Regions from separate parts of the Mus musculus genome. Here region 1 is linked to region 2. Evidence: chromatin contacts called from public Hi-C data. All regions are on one chromosome and are shown on one strand. The core of a region is the stretch at or near the end of the contact, and the rest is flanking DNA. Distances in the headings are between cores, read along the strand shown. Region 1 overlaps Jade1 (jade family PHD finger 1). Region 2 has its middle 10 kb from the start of Gm25487.

Region 1 (2,916 bases), core at 117-2,616, 150 kb before region 2:
ACTGTCCCCCAGGACTTGGAGCCTTTCCATACCAACTACAGCAAGTGCAGGATGTCTTTATCCAAGCTAGTAGTTCAGGGAGGTAGTCAGGAATCCCAGAGTAAGATGACTGCCTCCGGAAGCTGGAAGTTACACTCGCCACATTACCAACCATCTCATTTAGAGCCTCCTGATACCTATTCCTGTCACGTAGCTTTCTGGTCCAGAACTGGTACCCAGGTGTGCAAGGCCCCCGAGGTGTTAATTTGCCAGAAAGAACAATTAACGTAATCACTGAGTCACGTGCATGTGCTGAGTGCCACTCACTTGTTCAGGAATGACCACATGCCTCCGGTCCAGTCGCCTACATCGACTGGCTCAAGTGCCTACCATGTGCTGATAGTTCATAAAAATAGACAGACCACTAACTTACTGAGAAGACAAGTTAATTGTACCTTTGGACTTTTTCTTTTGTCATGGCTGCCCTGATAAGGCCTTGGTCTGATACACTTTTTTATAATTGCAGAGCACTGTACAACTCTCCAGGGCCTGCCATAGACTTCAGCTTTCAGACAGTCCTCATGGCAGGGGGAAAACATAACATGTCATTATAAATACGCCCCTTTTAAACTGACACTGACTGCATTAAAACCGTAGACTCTTTAATACTGAATGTTGAGTAATGCCACACACACACACACATACACAGGCACTGGTGCACACAAATCCTGATTTATTCCCTTATGCACCACAGGCATTATTCTACTTAAACGCAAAATGACGACTCCAAAAAAAGTTGAGAATTTAATTAGAAGTATATGTTAGTCTCAGTAACTTAAATACAGAAAAAGAGTTAATACACCCAAGCATTTTCTACACTTTTATTCTGTGGTGATTGTTAAACAAACACAGTCAAAACATGAGACTTCTCGCCTCCCCTCCCAACGGCTATCTGACTCCATGCACCCCAATTACAGCAGTTGTTGGGTTAGGATGTAGCTTCTCAACAAAATACCCATTAACCCTGAATCCCTTTCTCAAGAACACACCACAAGTGCATGTGGTTCTTCGAACTGACCACCAGGGGTTGTGTGGGAGCCTAACCAACCTGCTCCCACCTCCCCTTAGCCTAACTAGCACCCACCACCTTACCCGGAATCCTAACAAGGTCTAGAAAAGGACATCTCAAGAAGTCAGCATTAGATGATGAACTAAAAGGGCCTCTAATGAGCACTTAGAAATACGTGCATGACCATCTCCAACACGGTGGTGCAAGCCTCTGTGAGAACTGATCCTTTTGGCCAAGTACATTTGCACTCTCCTGCCTACGCTCTCATCTCAAATCACCTATGAGTCAGATCCTGTTGCCAAGCAGGTGATGAATCACTCCTCTCTAATAAGTGAGGAGCTGGAGGGAGATACGCATTAGCTGTTTCAGGCCACTTGGGTGCCTTTCGGCACAGGCTGCTTCAGGCCAGACAACTTGCATACCATCTCTGCCACACTAATGAATTTAATAGGTATCTAGCAGTCAGGGGAGTAGGTATGGAAGGTGCTCAAGACGCATCCCCAATTAGCAAGCCTTGGTCAAAAACCACCTACGGGAGTGGGAGACCCTGGGGAGGACAGTCCACTCCTAATTATTCCTGCAGCAGGAAAAAAGGTCCAGCCGGGGACTCCAGAGGTAATGGAGAGTGGGGGAGGCACCAAGCAGCAAACAGCTGAGGGGAGTGCCAGCAGCTGAGGCTCCAGGCAGCCAACAGCCACTTAATCAGCAACCCAGGAGTGTGATAAACACGTGTGTGTCTATGTATGCAGTGTACTGAGATTGCTAAGGGCTCCACAGACATACCCAATGCCCTGTGCACCAGGAATCACACCACACGCAGACATCACCCAGAGAGGGATGCGCGCCACACACAATCGTACTCTGTATGTGCACAACCTCTGTGATGACTTAGCACCTCACTGCCAAGACTGTCTTCTGTAATAGGTGTATATAAGTCCATGCACACACATGAGCACCTGCAGCCTGTTCTTCTCCACAACAGAGCTGGGAATGCCCCTGTGGATTAGCCTAGAAGCAAAGATGAGCCAATGGGAGGCAGTGCTTGGCTCTCTCTAACGAGCCCTTCATCAGCACCTAGGAAATGTCTCCCCAGGTTAAACAAGGAATATTCCTGCCGCTGCCCCATCCCCCATAACTCAGATACATCCCAGTTCTCAAAACCAGGCTCTAAACTGCTGAGTTAAGCCCTTGGTCATGTTCCTGGTGCTCCATTCCCTCCAGCTCTATAAGGACAAGGGAATAGGGGATGAAGATACACCCCATCTGATCTTGGAGAACAGTAAAGATTAACAGGAGAAATAATCACAAAGCAACTCCCACACTGGCAGTCTTGCACAATGCAGTGAGTTTACCAGCCCATAAATATGTTTAACCAACATGACCTCATGCTGTAGTGTGTACAAGGATCTGAGAGTAATGACTGGCTATCATCTCTAGGCAAGTGCCCGCCTCTTTACATCTTCTTCTCTAAGTCATTATAAGGTGTCGGTGTCAATCATTACCCTCTCCAGGTCCTGCCGCAGGTGCGTGAACAGCTGCAGCCTCCTAAACAAGACATCCTGCTCCCGCTTGGCTAGATTGTCCTCTTCGTCTTTCTTTGGGGTGATGAGGGGCTTGTTGAAGTTGATCTTCCTCTTCAACTTCCAGTACTGGTACAGGAAATCCACCACTTCCTCAGGCAGCCGCAGCGCCCTGGCCACATCCAGCAGGTTGACAAAGGTGTAGAACTCATCCTCCAGCTGCTGTAGCTTCTGCTTGCGAACACTCACCCGGTGGGCCTCCTCTCGATTCGGCTCCAGACTACCATAGGGCTCCAGAGGGCTCTGGGGAGAACTCTCAGGGGCCCCATTCTCCTGGGCTGCTCCTTC
Region 2 (2,700 bases), core at 32-2,531:
GCCTGTCTCTTAACCCAGAACTCCAGTGAGTAATTGTTACTTGCCGGCCACCTTGCTACACAGGAGGTTTCTCAATCGAGCGTTACTGATTATGGGTATAGAGAAATCCATCTTGTGCTGGAAAGAAAAATAAACTGGACTTACAGGAAGAACTCCAAGGCTTGGGAATGTGGCTCAAGGGTAGAGGGCTTGTGTATCAAGCACACAGCTCCAGGCTGGATCTTCAGCCCTGCAAAAAAAAAAAAAAAAAAAATGGAGGTGGTGATGGTGACCCCGAGGTGGAGTTAGGGAGCAGAAGATAAAGGTTGTTTTCAGGTACATAGTGTGTTTGGGGCCAGGAGGCCGGCCAGCTTGGGATACAGGGGACCTGAGGCATGGGGTGTTTGGGTGGGTGTGGGGGGAAGGGCAGAGGTGAAAGGAAAGAGCAGGAGGGAGGAGGGGGGAGGGACAGAGAGAGAAAGAAAGGCCATAGAGTTAAATGTAGAGTCTATCTTGCTTTACTTTAGTGGTCCTGAAGGCTGGAGAGACAATGGCTCATAATATAAAAGGTAGCAAGGGCTGTGGAGATATTTGAAGATAAATCAGAGGTTGGATTTCTAGTACCACATACAAGAAGTTTAACTCATGAACGAAGACATTGGTTTTAAAGTATTAGAGGAACTAGGAACTGTAAGTCCTTTCAAGGTTGTACTGTATTGTGTAAGGTTTCCATGGGAACATTTAGTTTATAGGAGGGTGTGTCCTGTTTGACTTTGGGCTTAGTTAGGGCTCAGGAACAGAAAGACCTGTGCTAACTTTCAGGTTTCTTTTTGGTGGAAAGGAAGCTTTAAAAAAAAAAAAAAGGAAAAAAAAAAGGTAGCTTTAATGGTCTGCAAAAATTGTGTTTTTATTTTTCAGTCCATATAAATCCTAGTTCCTCAAATGTTTTAAAGCCAATGTCTTCATTCATGAGTTAAACTTCTTGTATGTGGAGCTAGGATAGAACCCCGTTCTTCACGTGCTAGCCAGGTACCCTCCAATGAGCTGTGCTCCTTGCCCAATTTATTAAACCTCTGCCTCTTTCTGCATTTCTCTGAAATTATCCTTTTAACTTTTGAAAAGTGAAGCAGTTAGTTGTCCAAATGGCTAAAATAATTAATGTATTGATTGTTTGGAGTGTGGACTCCGACACTCAGTATCTGCGGTCCGACTAGCTCCAGGGTGCCTGGTTTCTATAAAGATGCCATCTAAACAGACATACAAGATGAGAGCAACTAAGACAAGAGGAGTTAAAAAACGAGTCTGGGGTGGGGAGATGGCTCAGTGTGTGAGAGTGCTTGCTTTGCAAGCAAGAGGACCTGAGTTCAAATCCCCAACACCCACATTAAAAATATGGGCCTTCAGTGCTGGGGAGGCTAAAGAATGGGTAAACCAGAAATCATTGGACCTTGCTGAATGTCAGCCTAGCTCCAGGTTAAGTGAGAGGTCCTGTTTCTAGGGAATAAGTCAGATAGTGACAGAGAACACCTGTCATTTGGCTTGTATGTGCCTTCACACATACATGTGTATATGATAAAATCAATTTTTTTAATGTTAGATGAGTTAGCAATACAATTAAAGAACAAAGACTCAGAGGGCATGTGTTGTGAAAATTTTATCTTTGGTTTCCTCCAATGTGACAAAGTGTAACATTGAAGAAACAGGGAAATCATTAGAATCTTTGACACTCAGAGTTTTGTTTTCTTTTTTCCTTTCTTTTTCTTTTGGTTCTATTTTGAGACAGAGTTTCACTGTATAACCCTGGCTGTCTGGAACTCAATCTGTAGACCAGGCTGAATTTGAACTCAGAGATCCACCCGCCTCTGCCTCCTGAGGGCTGGGATTAAAGGGGAAGTGTCAGCTTCTTTATCTATAAAGTGGGGACACAAGCTTCCTAGTTTCAAGATAGCTAGCTGCACTTGGCTTTGAACATTCATTGGCTCAGTGTGTAGCCTTATCTTGTCAACTTACACAGAGTGAGGCTAAGTCCTGCTGTTAGAAGCTGTAGGGAAACAAGACTTCTGGCTCACTGTAAGGAAAAGCAGGAGAAGTAAGATGATGAAAGTGCTGTGAAAGTGCTGAGCTCTGGGGCCACTCTGGGAGGTCTGCTGACATCTTCAGGTGAAATCTGATCCTGGCGCTATTGGTACTGTGCCCATGACAATGTGTTGACAGATGGAAAGTGACCATCATGGTAGAATTTACATTGCAGAAAGTGGCAAGTGCTACAGGTTAGGGTGGAGACACCAAGAGTCTCTTTTGACTGCTGGGTCCAGGCCCTAGCGAGTCCACATTTTTCTTTCAAATCAGCTGTATCAATCTAAAGATCATAAAATGAGTGGTTACACATGAGTTCAGGACTGCTGTGCAGGTCTGGATTTGAATCACTGGCCAAGTGGGAATTGTGTTCTCATGTCCTCCTGTTGTGCCCAATGCCTGGGTTACAGGAACCTTAGTTTTATGATAGAATAATGGGGCGCTCTCTGTAAGGTGAACAATGGGATCTGTCTCTGTTCTCTGCCTGGAGAGAGATGAGAGCTAATCCAGTGTGCCCATCTTTTTATTTGTCTGTTCATCCACTGGCAAGATCAAATCAATTAGGAAAACATTTTATACCTACTAGAAAGCAAACAGTCCTTTGGGAACTGGGATATCCAGTTCTTTGTCTCCTCGCTAACCTGG

The links. Hi-C and Micro-C count contacts between places; a contact is called where the count stands out from the background.
Region 1: a contact with region 2 is called in a Hi-C map of the N1E-115 cell line, with 5 times the contacts expected there. The contact joins two enhancer-like sites. A contact is called at or near these places in 3 of 39 promoter capture datasets (embryonic stem cells and liver), 2 of 484 Hi-C or Micro-C datasets (the AtT-20 cell line and the N1E-115 cell line), 3 of 115 datasets of contacts at active chromatin or transcription factors (double positive thymocytes, embryonic stem cells and extraembryonic endoderm stem cells) and 3 of 9 other capture datasets (adipose tissue, liver and pancreatic islet).

Annotation. Positions count from the first base shown.
Region 1 is chr3:41,604,626-41,607,541 of GRCm38.p6, reverse strand. Jade1 (jade family PHD finger 1) reads right to left here. Exons shown (of 11, transcript NM_001130184.1): 9 at 2,551-2,916. Among named protein-coding and RNA genes, the nearest start is that of Jade1, 50 kb to the right of the region's middle. Within about 2 kb of position 1,366, at least 78 of the 459 cell types and tissues checked have an H3K27ac peak or open chromatin away from gene starts, as enhancers often do. A contact at or near this core is called in the AtT-20 cell line, the N1E-115 cell line and pancreatic islet, where this site is marked.
Region 2 is chr3:41,450,237-41,452,936 of GRCm38.p6, reverse strand. No RefSeq gene overlaps it. Among named protein-coding and RNA genes, the nearest start is that of Gm25487, 10 kb to the right of the region's middle. Within about 2 kb of position 1,281, at least 28 of the 459 cell types and tissues checked have an H3K27ac peak or open chromatin away from gene starts, as enhancers often do. A contact at or near this core is called in the AtT-20 cell line, the N1E-115 cell line and pancreatic islet, where this site is marked.